Linked DNA regions of Mus musculus: all the other regions are linked to region 2. A link is a contact called in public HiChIP or PLAC-seq data. All regions are on one chromosome and are shown on one strand. The core of a region is the stretch at or near the end of the contact, and the rest is flanking DNA. Distances in the headings are between cores, read along the strand shown.

What was found. HiChIP or PLAC-seq counts read pairs in DNA pulled down with a chosen protein or histone mark.
Region 1: an H3K27ac HiChIP or PLAC-seq map of extraembryonic endoderm stem cells shows a contact between it and region 2. The contact joins the enhancer-like site here to the promoter of Cdca4 in region 2. A contact is called at or near these places in 2 of 484 Hi-C or Micro-C datasets (B cells and bone marrow-derived macrophages), 7 of 115 datasets of contacts at active chromatin or transcription factors (bone marrow-derived macrophages, effector CD8 T cells, embryonic stem cells and 2 more) and 3 of 9 other capture datasets (adipose tissue, liver and pancreatic islet).
Region 3: a contact with region 2 is called in an H3K4me3 HiChIP or PLAC-seq map of embryonic stem cells, with 45 read pairs. The contact joins the promoter of 1700127F24Rik here to the promoter of Cdca4 in region 2. A contact is called at or near these places in 8 of 39 promoter capture datasets (the 3T3-L1 cell line, the C10 cell line, the SN4741 cell line and 5 more), 1 of 15 datasets of contacts at CTCF or cohesin (CD8 T cells), 7 of 484 Hi-C or Micro-C datasets (CD4 T cells, the G1E-ER4 cell line, Th1 cells and 3 more), 17 of 115 datasets of contacts at active chromatin or transcription factors (the 230-238 cell line, CD8 T cells, DN3 thymocytes and 10 more) and 3 of 9 other capture datasets (adipose tissue, liver and pancreatic islet).

Annotation. Positions count from the first base shown.
Region 1 is chr12:112,767,669-112,771,458 of GRCm38.p6, forward strand. Pld4 (phospholipase D family, member 4) reads left to right here. Exons shown (of 11, transcript NM_178911.4): 9 at 86-251; 10 at 357-453; 11 at 758-1,318. The coding sequence ends at 954. Among named protein-coding and RNA genes, the nearest start is that of Pld4, 8.9 kb to the left of the region's middle. Within about 2 kb of position 1,998, at least 11 of the 459 cell types and tissues checked have an H3K27ac peak or open chromatin away from gene starts, as enhancers often do. A contact at or near this core is called in extraembryonic endoderm stem cells, where this site is marked.
Region 2 is chr12:112,828,249-112,832,152 of GRCm38.p6, forward strand. Cdca4 (cell division cycle associated 4) reads right to left here and starts at 1,273. Exons shown (of 2, transcript NM_001359234.1): 1 at 1,058-1,273. Gm52009 (apical junction component 1 homolog) reads left to right here and starts at 453. Exons shown (of 2, transcript XM_030247054.1): 1 at 453-462; 2 at 760-2,028. The coding sequence starts at 453. The coding sequence ends at 1,544.
Region 3 is chr12:112,873,003-112,877,284 of GRCm38.p6, forward strand. It overlaps 1700127F24Rik (a long non-coding RNA gene), which reads right to left and starts at 2,824. Exons shown (of 6, transcript XR_873068.2): 1 at 2,611-2,824; 2 at 2,272-2,388; 3 at 2,060-2,160; 4 at 1,142-1,698; 5 at 65-132.

The DNA.
Region 1 (3,790 bases), core at 748-3,247, 60 kb before region 2:
GGCAAGTCCTAGACACAGTGTACCTGCAGCTGAGACCCCCCTACTCACCTTGGTTTCAGGCAGGACACTGATCCTCTCATCCTAGGTACTGGCCCGTGCTGGACAATGCGCTACGGGCAGCGGCCCTCAATAAGGGTGTGCATGTGCGCTTACTGGTCAGCTGCTGGTTCAACACAGACCCCACCATGTTCGCTTATCTGAGGTCCCTGCAGGCTTTCAGTAACCCCTCGGCTGGCATCTCAGTGGATGTGGTAAGAAACTGACCTCATGGGTTGGGGTGGGGGGTGGAGGTGGGCGTGGGGAAGGAAGTTTCTTCTCCCACCCTGCCCACCCTAACTCACTCCTAATCCCCAAAGAAAGTCTTCATCGTGCCTGTGGGAAATCATTCCAACATCCCGTTCAGCCGCGTGAACCACAGCAAGTTCATGGTCACAGACAAGACAGCCTATGTAGGTGAGTGGCTGGGGCAAGATGTGTGGGCCGACAGAGAGCTGGACAAGAGAGATATGCTCACATATCCTGGGAGCCAGACACTTAGCCCAGCTTGCCAGGTGAAGTCCTGCGCATGGGGGCCCAGAACGCTGGTAAAGAACCAACTACATCTAAACGAGGGGCTGCCATGCCCGGGGTCTGATGGCAGCACAGAGGTCAGTGCTCTGAGCTGTCCTTCAACTTGTAGCAAGGGCCACAGCACAGGCCACAGGACTGCAGGGGACACAGGCCCAGGGATCAGTGTCTCCCCCTCCCCCTCCTCCAGGCACCTCTAACTGGTCAGAAGACTACTTCAGCCACACCGCTGGTGTGGGCCTGATTGTCAGCCAGAAGACCCCCAGAGCCCAGCCAGGCGCAACCACCGTGCAGGAGCAGCTGAGGCAACTCTTTGAACGAGACTGGAGTTCCCACTATGCTATGGACCTAGACAGACAAGTCCCGAGCCAGGACTGTGTCTGGTAGGGCTGAGGGTTGATCCCTTTGATTCTGGCCTACAGCTCTAGATGGACACTGATGCTCCCCAGACTTCCATCTGCCCAAGCTCAGAAACCAAGCAAGCAAAGGATCACCACTGAGGGCCCGAGATTGTCATCAGACAAACAGCTTCCGGCAGAGCTCTCAACGGCTTTTAAACGAAGAAGAGGCTAAAGCAGAGGGAGGCACCACGGTGACATGGGAAGACAGCAACTACATATAAGTGACCCCCAGAACCCTCCCTGGTCTACCTATGATGAGTTGCTAGGGCCATTCCCAGATGTAATGTTGGTGCTGTCCAGCCACAATAAAACCCTGCCACCAGCTACTGACCTGACCCAGGTCAAAAGTGGACATGTCTGTCTGTGTTCTCTCTCTCTTTCCCTCCTTCTTGTCTGTGGTGTATGTACATGTTTCTATGTTGTGCAGATGCACACGCCATGTGTGAACAGTGTCTAGAGGTTGGCATTGGGTATCTTCCTTCACCTTAGTTTTTCAGACAGGGTCGTCCTCTGAACTCAGAGCTTACTGGATTGGCTAGACCAGCTGTCCATCAGGTCTCCCTCTGAAGCCAGGGCTTGCTGGATTGGCTAGACTAGCTGTCCATCAAACAACAGGAATCCTGTTTCTGCCTCCTCAGCATAAAATTACAAGGCACTTGGCTTTTTACCTGGATGCTAGAGACCTGAACTCGGGTTCCCACGCCTCCACAGCAGAACCTTTACCTAACAAGCCATGTTCCCGTTCCCTGTGGGTCATTTTCTCACTATGTGTGGGCCCCGATTTTCTGCCAGCCTCCAAGGAAGTATGTGTTGAAAGGCTTTGTCATGACTTAGTCCGCAAGTTTCTCCTACCCAGGCAACGATTCCAGCACCAGGAAGGCTCAGCCCCTGTGATTCCCCCACTTCCTTCAGGGATTCCTCTGGATTTCCCTCCTTAAAGCAGCAATGCTGTCTCACAGGCAAGGGCCCCACTGAGTGTGCTCAGGACATGCAGGAACCTCCTTATCCCAAAAGATAAAGAGGTCCATTGATATGCTCACTCCAGTTAAGCCCTGTGCTCATGAAAGGAAGTTTTGTCTCAGAACTGGGGCTGGGTGGGCTGGGAAGGAGCAGCAACTGAGGAGCCCAGCCAACCTCATCAGGATCTGGAATTATGGCTCACTGTTGCGTGGGGACAACACTATAGAAGAAGAATGGGGTGGGGCTAAGAGAGATAGGTTCAGGGCTGCATGGCTATTATGAGGGTGGGATCAGGTCCCTGCCTGGAAATAGGGGATGGTGTCCTGAAGACCAGTATTAGAGCTTTTGACATCAACCCAGAAGGACTGGATCAGCCTGGTGAGAGTTATCATCCTGTGTGCCGAGGCAGGGCATGAAGCATGGTTTGGGATGGAGTCTTGACCTTTGATGCTGGGCTGATACTGAATTGGAAGCCAATGTCCACATCCAACCTCTTACTTATTTTTGACCAAGATTCAGGCCTATCTGGCCCACTGCTGTCACAAGGGCTGTAGGGAGCTGGGGCTCAGGGATGCTTTGGGAGTGTGGAGAGCACCAGATACTGCATAGATGTCCAGGGTCCTTCTCTCCTGTAGAACACCCTTTCTCTGCCCTCTCCTTCCTTCTATACTCAGAGAGAGCTAACATGATCGCACCAGGCAGGGGCCAAGCTCTTGCTGCTTCATCCGTAGCCCGGACTCACCCACTTAAAGGACACCTTAGGCATCAGCATCCCCATCTGGGCAGAAAGTGCCCTAAACCCAGCCTGCCTTCCTGCTAATTGTGCAAGGATCTGGAAGTGTGGCTACACGTGGCTCTCACAGCCCTTCAGGACCCACAAGGGGTTGGGGTAGAGTGAGGCCAAGCTCTGCCATGGCTGTGGCTGCTCCCTGCAGCATCCCACCGTGCTCCAGGCCCTCCTCCCTGCAGCATCCCACCATGATCCAGGCCCTCCTGCTGGTTTGAGAGTGGCAGGGCAGCACCTTACTTAGGAGCAGACTGTGCCCCACTCCAGCTCTGCCCTCCGGGAGGGTGGGTTTGCTCTTTAGGCCCTGCATGACTCTCAGACACACTCCAGGGGAGACGCCAGTTCAGGCTGCCCTGTTGGCTCAGCCAGGATGGGTCTGTTTCACCCACTGGTGTCAGTGCTAGACTTCTTGGTGTATTCTAAAAGAGATCCAGCTGGACAGGCTTAGGAGATGGTGGGGGTCTTGTACTATGACATGGCCCTTCTTGAGGCGGCAAACAAACTTAGTGAGCTCCACAGTACCCAATTCCTGGTACTTATACCTCTGTGTACTCTTGCCTTGAGTGCGGGCAAGGCTCATGTCTTATTGTCTCTAAAAGAACATACAAGATAAGAGGCGCCACATCCTCAGCTGAGTGACATGAGACTGTACCATCGTCTGTCTGGGAGTCTGTCCCTTGCTGGCTATGCAGGCAAATCCATGTGATAGAGTAGACAATGGCTTCCAGGAAACAAAAGGATGCGGTCCTTCTGTGTTCACCCAGCTCCCAGGTAACTGATATAGCAATCATGGCTACTTCAGTGGCTCCTATACTTCTATCTGGAGATGAAACATAGCCCCTGCTTACATCTGATGGCATCCCTGTGGGGCCTTGAGCAGAGGACTGACCCACTTAAGACAGGCAGGGATAATAAATGTGCCCTAGACAGACTCTGTAGTGTTACTAGGCACACATCAAGTTTGGCTGACACTTGTAAATCAGCCCAGAGGGAGGCTGGACGACCTAGGCAAGGAGTGTTATAGCTGTTCCTGTCTGTAGGGCAGAGGTGTACTAATCAGCTTTCCAGAGTCATC
Region 2 (3,904 bases), core at 23-2,522:
GGGGCCAGTGAACTTGATGGTCCTTTGATGGAGTTTATTGTCCCACTACGTCTGCTTCAGACTTTGTATCAGTGACCCTTGGAAGGATGTGGGGCTTTCTTATGCCTGCCTGCCTGCCTTCCTTTTAAGACTAGCACCTCTAAAATGGGGAGATTTCTGAATGCATTAGGTTGATGAGACAAACGACTATGCTTGCAGAAAACGTTTCCCAGAATCGTTTAGATCAGTGTCCAGCTCAGCTCTGCCATCTCGTATGTCAGATACAAAGGCCACCAGGAGGAAATACGCGGGTGCTGTACGTCTGTTTCAAGTGCTGGAAGAAGTCCCTTCCCTGGTGACCCTACCTAGGGGAGAAAAACTTTAGAAAAGGTTTCTGGAGGCTTTTTCTAGTTACAATTGGCCTCAGGACAGGCTAGCAAAGACAGAGCCCGGGTTCCGGCCAAGTTCCACCGATGCCAGGCAGTACCTACTAGGCCATAAATGATGAGTTTGGAAGGAAGTGGGGTCTACTGCAGTAGGGGAAGGGCAGGCAACACAAGACACTTCTCAAGGGAATGAAAATCCAAGAAACAAAGAAAAGAGCGCAAGGCCAACACTCACCAGGCGGGCGGCTGCACGGAGCCCACCCAGCCCTCCCGGAATCGGGAATCGGTCCCTGGCCAGCAGACAGACGGTTGGGGCTCGGCGCTGCTAAAAGCCAGGGAAGGTCCAGTCCCCCGAAACTGCGCACAGCAAGCGGCGGCCAGCTCGAAAGGTGAGGTGGAAGACCGACGCGGGGTGAACCAAAGAAGAGGGGACCGCGGAGAAAGGCAAGGCCACGGGAGGAAGAGAGAGCGGAAGCAGGGGAGCGTGGGCGGAGGGCGGGACGGCCAGCTCAGACCCGCCGCTCCGGCTCTCGGTATGTGTCACTCAACACGCCGCGGCGTCGTGAGCGCCGAAGGGCGGCCGGCGCAGGAAGCCCGAGGACCCTGAGGCCGCCCGACCGCCCCGGGGGTGCTCTGCGCCGACGCCGCCCATGCCGCAGAAGCTCGAAGGCGCAAACCAGCTACACACTTACCGGCGCCGCAAGGCAGACCCCGCCACTCCTTCGGGCACCCGGATCGGTCAGCGCCCACAAAGGGTCGCCATGGCGCCGCCGCACGAGCGCCGATTGGTGGCGTGCGGGGTGGAGCTTTGTTCAAACCCACGCAAGGCGGAGCCTCGCCGGCCGCGTCTCCCGCGCTTCGGCCTCAGCCGTTAGGCTCGCGCGCTGGGCCGCCCCGCCCCCGTTCCCAAGTCTCCCCGCGCCCCGCCCCGCCCCCGATCCCTTGTTTGTCGACGGCTCGACCCGTTCCCAGGGTTCCGCGCGCTCCGCTCCCAGGGTTCCGCGCGCCTGGCCACCGCCCCAGTTCCCAGGTCTCCTTGCGCCTGGCCCCGCCCCCAGGGTGCTTGCCGCGCCCCCTCGCGCCGGTGCCCGAGTCTCCTTCGTTATCCTGGCCCTCCTGACTCACAGCGGGGCGGTTAATGCCAGCCCTGGGCATGGCCGATGTCTACACCTTCTCTGAGACATAGAAGGGTTGAACGAGGCTCGGTGGTGGCATCCCTGAACAGGTCCTGGTTCGAGTTCCAACTGAGAAAAATTAAAATATAAGGTCCTGGTAGTGCACAAGATCTTAACGAGGACACCAAGTCCGGACGGCGTTGGTTGGGGGATGGAGTGAGGTGGGAAGGTGAGTGGATGCAGAATGTTCAGTGGGGATGCCACATTAGCACAGGGAGCAAGCTCGTTTGCTGGAAAAGACTGGAAACTCCTTCCGACCGGGACTTCTAATGAATGAGCGTTCGAGAGAAAAACCGGTGCCATAAGAGAAAGTATACGGCATACACATCACATCGTGTCTTTGTGGCTTCGTGGTTCACCTAAGCTCACTAATGCATTCCCATTCCTGGGCATACTTGCCCTTTATTTGATGGAAAGGCATGCCATCAAACTTTGACCTGGATACTAGCATGGTTTTTCTTTTGAATTACTATTATTTTTGGATTTACTTATCTGTGTGTGTCATTGTTTTGTCTGCATGTATGACTGTATTTCATGTTCGAGCCTACAAGTGATTGTGGGCTTCAGTGTGGGTGCTAACAACCTTATCAGGTCCTTTGTCAGAACAGCAAGTATTCTTAATCCCTGAGTGTCTTGAGTAAGCTAACGTGTAGTTAGTATAACAAGTAGTGTAACAAAAGTTATGTTTCATTATGCTGAGGGTCATTCACACTCTCAATTCCTATGTGGTCCTAAGCCTGTCTCCCCAACACTGCTCACCTGTCTAGGTATCTTAGCTGAAGGTCAGGTCCAGGCTCTAACATAAGTCTCTGATCCTGGAAGGTTCAGGATCCTAGGGAGACTCTCCAGCTGCAGGGCAAATCAGGGTGGCTTCTCTCCAGATGTGCAGGACAGAGCATTGTTCTTGGTCTCTGCTTACATACTGTCCAGTAGATATGGGGTACTAGGACTGTGTCTGACTATCTTGAGTGAGCGATGTCACTGGGTTCTGGTTGCCAGGTGCAGCCTTGGGTGTAGTGGGGTTCCTGACTACGCTATTTTTACATGTGGGTCCTAGGGATCTTAGGTTCGAGGCTTGGTGCTAAACTCCTGCTGAACCCCCTCAGCTCCATTTTCATTTCTTTCATCTCCTTTTTGGGTACTGGCTAAAAGCCTAAGGCACAGTTTCCCTGAGACACAGTTTTCCTGAGGTTCTGTGCTTTCTGGTTTTTTTTTTTTTTTTTTTTTTTTTTACCTCCTTGCCCGACTTAAAAGACAGTTTTCTCATCTCCTCTTGGAGGCCACAGGTTTTTCAGCTTGTTTATCCTGTCTTTTTTTTTTCCCCTCTAAGTTTAATAAAATTGTTTATGACCTTCTTTCTGAAACAGTTTTAAATTATTTTATTAGTAAGGCTAAGAATCCAAAGGAAACTGTACTAGTCAGGTTCTCTAGAATCACAGAACTTATGGGTTGCCTCTCTACATTGAGGGAATTTATTGTAATGACTTACTGTTTGCAGTCCAGCTAACCCAACAATGGGCATCTGTGAATGGGAAGTCCATGAGGGTAGTTGTTTCATCTGGTTTTCTGTGTAAGCTGGAATCCTGAATATGCAGATTCTAACAGATGTGCTGGCAAGTAAGTGCAAGCAGGTGAGGGAGAGTGAGCCTTCCTCCTTCCAACTTCCTTACATCGTCCTCCAGCCGACGTGGCCCAGAGGTGTGTACCACCATGCCTGGATTTGGAATTTGCTCTGTCCCGGACTGTCCTTGAACTCAGAGATGTGCTTGCCTTCATCTCCTGGGATTAAAAGTGTGTACTACCTTGCATGGGCCTAAGCTACTTGTGACCACTATGCCTCCAGATCTGAATCCAAAGAGAGTGTCATGCTGTGATGGTTTGTATATGCTTGGCCCAGGGAGTGGCACTATCAGAAGATGTGGCCCTGTTGGAGTGGGTGTGTCACTGTGGGTTTGGGCTATAAGACCCTCATCTGAGCTGCCTGGAAGTCAGTTTTCCACTAGCGGCCTTCAGAACTCTCAGCTCCTCCTGCGCCATGCCTGCCTGGATGCTGCCATGCTCCCACCTTAATGATAATGGATTGAACCTCTGAACTTGTAAGCCAGCCCCAATTAAATGTCCTTATAAGAGTTGCCTTGGTCATAGTGTCTGTTCACAGCAGTAAATCCCTAACTAAGATGCATGCCATGTCAAGATCCAGGTCAGAAGTCTGTGTCTTCAGCCTCAAGATCTGGATCACAGGTGTGTCCTCCGTTTCTGGATTGTAGTTCATTCCAGATGTAATCAAGGTGACAACCAGGAGTAGCCGTCACAGAAACCTTAGTTGACCTGACACCTAAATGACATCAGGGCAAGAGAGGAGTC
Region 3 (4,282 bases), core at 1,574-4,073, 46 kb after region 2:
ACACCCTGCCTGCCCACCCTCATGTAGGTATGGAGGGGCAGCCTGGGTCACCGTCTCGTCCCACCTTCTTCCTCTCGGGTATCATCTCACAAGGTGCTCCAGGTCTGGTTGAAGTTCAGCCATTCGGCAGCCCTGTACGTGAATGAACACAGCCCTTAGCCAGCTCTTGAACTGACAGCTCCTTGTCCACCAAGCCCTGTTTGTTGGCCCGCGCCCACACCCAGCACTCCCTGGAAGCTCTGCTGATTCAAAGTAACTTCACCTCAGCTTCCTCTAGACACGCAGTCTTCACTGAGACCCCCACCAACACCAGATCGTCGGCCCAGTGGGTGTAAGAGTGACACAGGGGTCTCAGCTTCTCTTGACCCCAACATCACACACTTGAAAGGTGAATCCAAGAGACCCTGCCATGGGCACTCTGAGCTCAGCTCAAGTTCAAGCCTTTGGTGGAAACATTCTGAGTAAACTCTGAACTTTGAAGGAGGAAGGTCTTTCTGGCGCAGTCCAGCCTGATGACCACAATATGCAGGACCTTTCATTAGTTGCTCTCCTAACCAGCCACACCACACCACCTTACCAAGTCTGATAAGCTCTCTCTGTCCTCATTTGTGACCCCATGAGGCTGCTACCCGGAAGAGGTGGTGTAGTGCGGAACGACAGACAGACAGACCTAAGACATAATCTGTTTAGGTTTCCAACAGTGGCCTGGCAGCCTGCCACCTGGTGGCTATGACAGTCCTTGCACATGCTCATAGATTAGCGGAGGGCTCCTTGCCTGGCTCCAGCCCACTTTCCCAAGTCTGCTCGGCCTCAGGATGGGGAGCACAAATGGGTGTGTGTGACACCTGCTCAACCAGCTTCCAAGGCTTGCTTCTGTCCCCAGCACTGTCAGTGCTCTGCTATCAACTCTTCCGTGGGATCACCTCTGAAAGTTCCCACAGTCCTGCGCCCCCACCACACACACACACATGGATAGCGATTTTTCTTGCAGATAAAAAAAAGACTCCCCCAGCCTCCGCCGTTCGGGAGACTTTCCTGCTCATCCGGGATCCTAAAACTTGCTGCTCCTTCTGGCTGGGATCCAGAGTGTATCAACCCCCACGCCCCCAGCCCCTACGCGGCCCTTTGAGCTGGAGCTTACAGGCCAGTCTCTTCTCGCTGGGAATGTCACAATCTGCTCCACGACCTGCTCCACATGCCTCTGGTCCTTGAGCTAGGTTACCCCCCTTCTCCTCCGCCTCCTGGGTAAGCTCTTGGCCGTCCGGCAGCCTAGGGCCAAGAGCCCACTCCCACCCATACCCTACGGAGAGTGGAGCACGCTGGGGCTTGCCCAGGCGTCAGCGGGGGAGTCCACAACCCCTGAGCGAGCCTCAGCAGGTAAAGGGCAGAATTTCGTCTCCGCCTTCGCTGTCTAGAGCGAACCTGAGTGACCCGCTCTGACTTCCTGAGGTTCCCGCACATGCGCGTCTGGCGGACCGCAGCCTGATGTCCAGGCAGAAATGCTAGGAGCGCACCAAGCCTTCGCCTATGTTGTATTTGCAAAATAACCGGGTGAAGTACGGATTGCTATTGTTCTCAATTTGCAGATTCAGAAATCCAGGTGTAATGCATTCTCACCCAGATGCAGCCCTCCCAACATAGAGTTTTGCACAGAAACCAGTTATTCGTGACACTGGAGACTTGATGACTTGCACAGATCTGTGACAAGGGGAGAAGAGGGCAAGACCAAGAAGAGGCGAGATTCCCGATTGATCCCCTCTCTGTCTGTCCCCTCCCTAGGAAAGATGAGCCTCATAAGCACTCAGGTGGAGTAAGACTAAATCTAACTTCTTTACCCCTAACCACTCCATAGGACCAGCCCCGACTCCCTCCCTTCTGGGAACCCAGTTCTGCCTATCAAACCACTGGACTCATAGGGACCCTCTGAGCACATTGCAGGGGAGTTTCAGGAGGCTTCGTTGTGGTCCCAACAACTTCTACCCTGGGCCTGCTGGGCTAGGGAGGGTAAGATCAGGAAGAGATGGGATTCCCCCCACCCCCACCCCAGATGCACACAAACCTCTTTCCTTCTTCTAGGCCAACCTCCTCAGAGTCCCTCACTCACTGAGTAGGGGAATCCATCTCTGCCAAAGATGCCAGGTGAGGGCTACAAAACAGCCACTAGAGAAAGCCAAGAGGGCAGTGAATTGCAGCCACTTTACCAAATGGTTTGTGCCTCTATCTACCAATCTATGCAAAAGGTTTTATTTCCATGTCACGATGGGACAATACCTGATGAATGTGTCATTGTCGCAGTTTCTGGGAGCAAACCACAGGAGCCCCTACGGAGCCACCTCTCCCGAACCTCCTCAGCAGCTGCTCAGTTGCTTTATCATGATGCTCTGGGCTCTGGGAGCAAGAGAGTGTCAGACTAAGTGTAGACAGACAGGCACAGGTGCATGCTCTTATGCATTAGTCACCAAAGCCTTACCCACGTATTCATGTCCCAAACCATATAGATGGCTATAAATGTCTAGTCCCAGAACCCCTATGCTAGGTCACTGTGGGTTTCCCAAGTTTTGTGTCATAGAAAACGGAGTCTAGGACCAAACACCTCAGCCTGACCCACACCTCCTTCAGCATGGTCACCCGAAGGTCCAAGCTGAGTACGTTCTCCCAGACGAGCAGTGATGAGACCAGCTGGCCTCCTCTGGCACGCGGACATAGGCTGGGAAAGCTAGCCTAAAACCTAAGTCAACACTGCGGCCACCAGGGGGCACCCAGCTCCACAGATAAGGTGGGAGACCATGTTCTTGGAGCCAGAGAGGGCTCCGGAGGCAGAGTGTTGGCTGGGACCTCACATCATCATGACGACTCAGGGAGGTAGTATTGTGATGCCATTCTCCCACTGAGGACACGTGCCAGAGAAAGGGACATCATTGGTCCTGACACTTAGGGCTGGAAGACTTGGGCCTCAGAATTTTCCAAGTTTACCCTGAACCAGCTTGTGTCTAGCTTGCGTCCAGCTTGCTGCATGACTCCAGGAATGTTACTTGACCTTGAGGTTGATGGTGGTGTGAGGAAGCAATAATTGGACCCTGGGACCAGGGGTCTATCCTCAGCCAGTACAGGGGCTTCAGGGCTGCTGTTTACAGGCAGGTTCCTATTACTCAGCGGGAGGAGAGTTTGCAAAACTCCATCGACTCCTATAAAGAACCCCTGCTGCCTGATGCAACTGTAGAATGCCCACCTAACAGTGCCCCCTCCCCACTGTGGCCCTACCAGCCCAGAGCCAGTACAACAGGCAGGAATTGGATTGGCAGTGTGGACCCCCTTTGACCCTCCTGCCTAATGCCATCCAGGGCAGCCAGATTGGGCAAGGCCACCGCCTGGATCTGGCAAAAGTTACCGCCTGCCTCCCAGGCAGCTGGAGCTGAGTGCTGGTAGCGCAGTCTTTCCCACGCTCCGTGATGCCAGTCTTGGCACTCCAGCTCCGCCCCACCCTTGCCTTGCTGGGCCCCGGGCACCCGGAATGTGGCTGAAGATTCTGTCCCCCTGGGCCACAGATTCCTGTCTCAGTGGGTGTGGGCGGAGGCCCGCTTTCCGCCCTTTGATCCCGGCCAACTCCAGCTAGCGGGCCACGCCCAAACCCTGCCAGCCCGGCCCAGGCGCAAGATGGAGGCGGGGCTAGTCTCGACTCCCCAGGCTCTCGAACTCTGGCTCCTAGAGTTCTGGCTCTATCTTGGAGTTCTAGCACCAGCAGTGATTGACTCCTTACTACCCAATGTGCAGCCTGATGCCGGTCAGGGCTGCAGCCAGACAAGGAAATCCGAGACTCTTCTAGTACGGTTTCTCTCGTGGTCGCTGTGAGCTGGGTGGTAGTTTGCCTATCTCCAATCTCTCTCAACAACTAATCCTGGGACATGGGATCGACTAGAGGGAAGGAGAGGCACCCTCTAAGCCCAGGAAGACAAGGGCAGCGTCTCAGAACCCAAGGGGATGGGCTAGTTCCGGAGTCCACCAGAGGTGGTCTCCAGAGGTTATGGGAGCTCCTGAGATGCGCAGCCATCTGGAGAGATCACTTGCCTCAGTTTCCCCATTTACTGGATAGAATGACAGTAATGAATATCCTGTTTCCACACTTGTGGTGGTTGGAGTGGGCTTTGGACTTACTCCATCCTTCCAAGTGGCCTCACTACGCTTTTCTAGTCGAGCCACGGAAGCCATCTGGCATTGCTTAGAGCCTTGGAGGACTGAGCCGAGGTGAGCCTCGCTGCTTCTGTGGGCTACCTGCCTCGGGTTG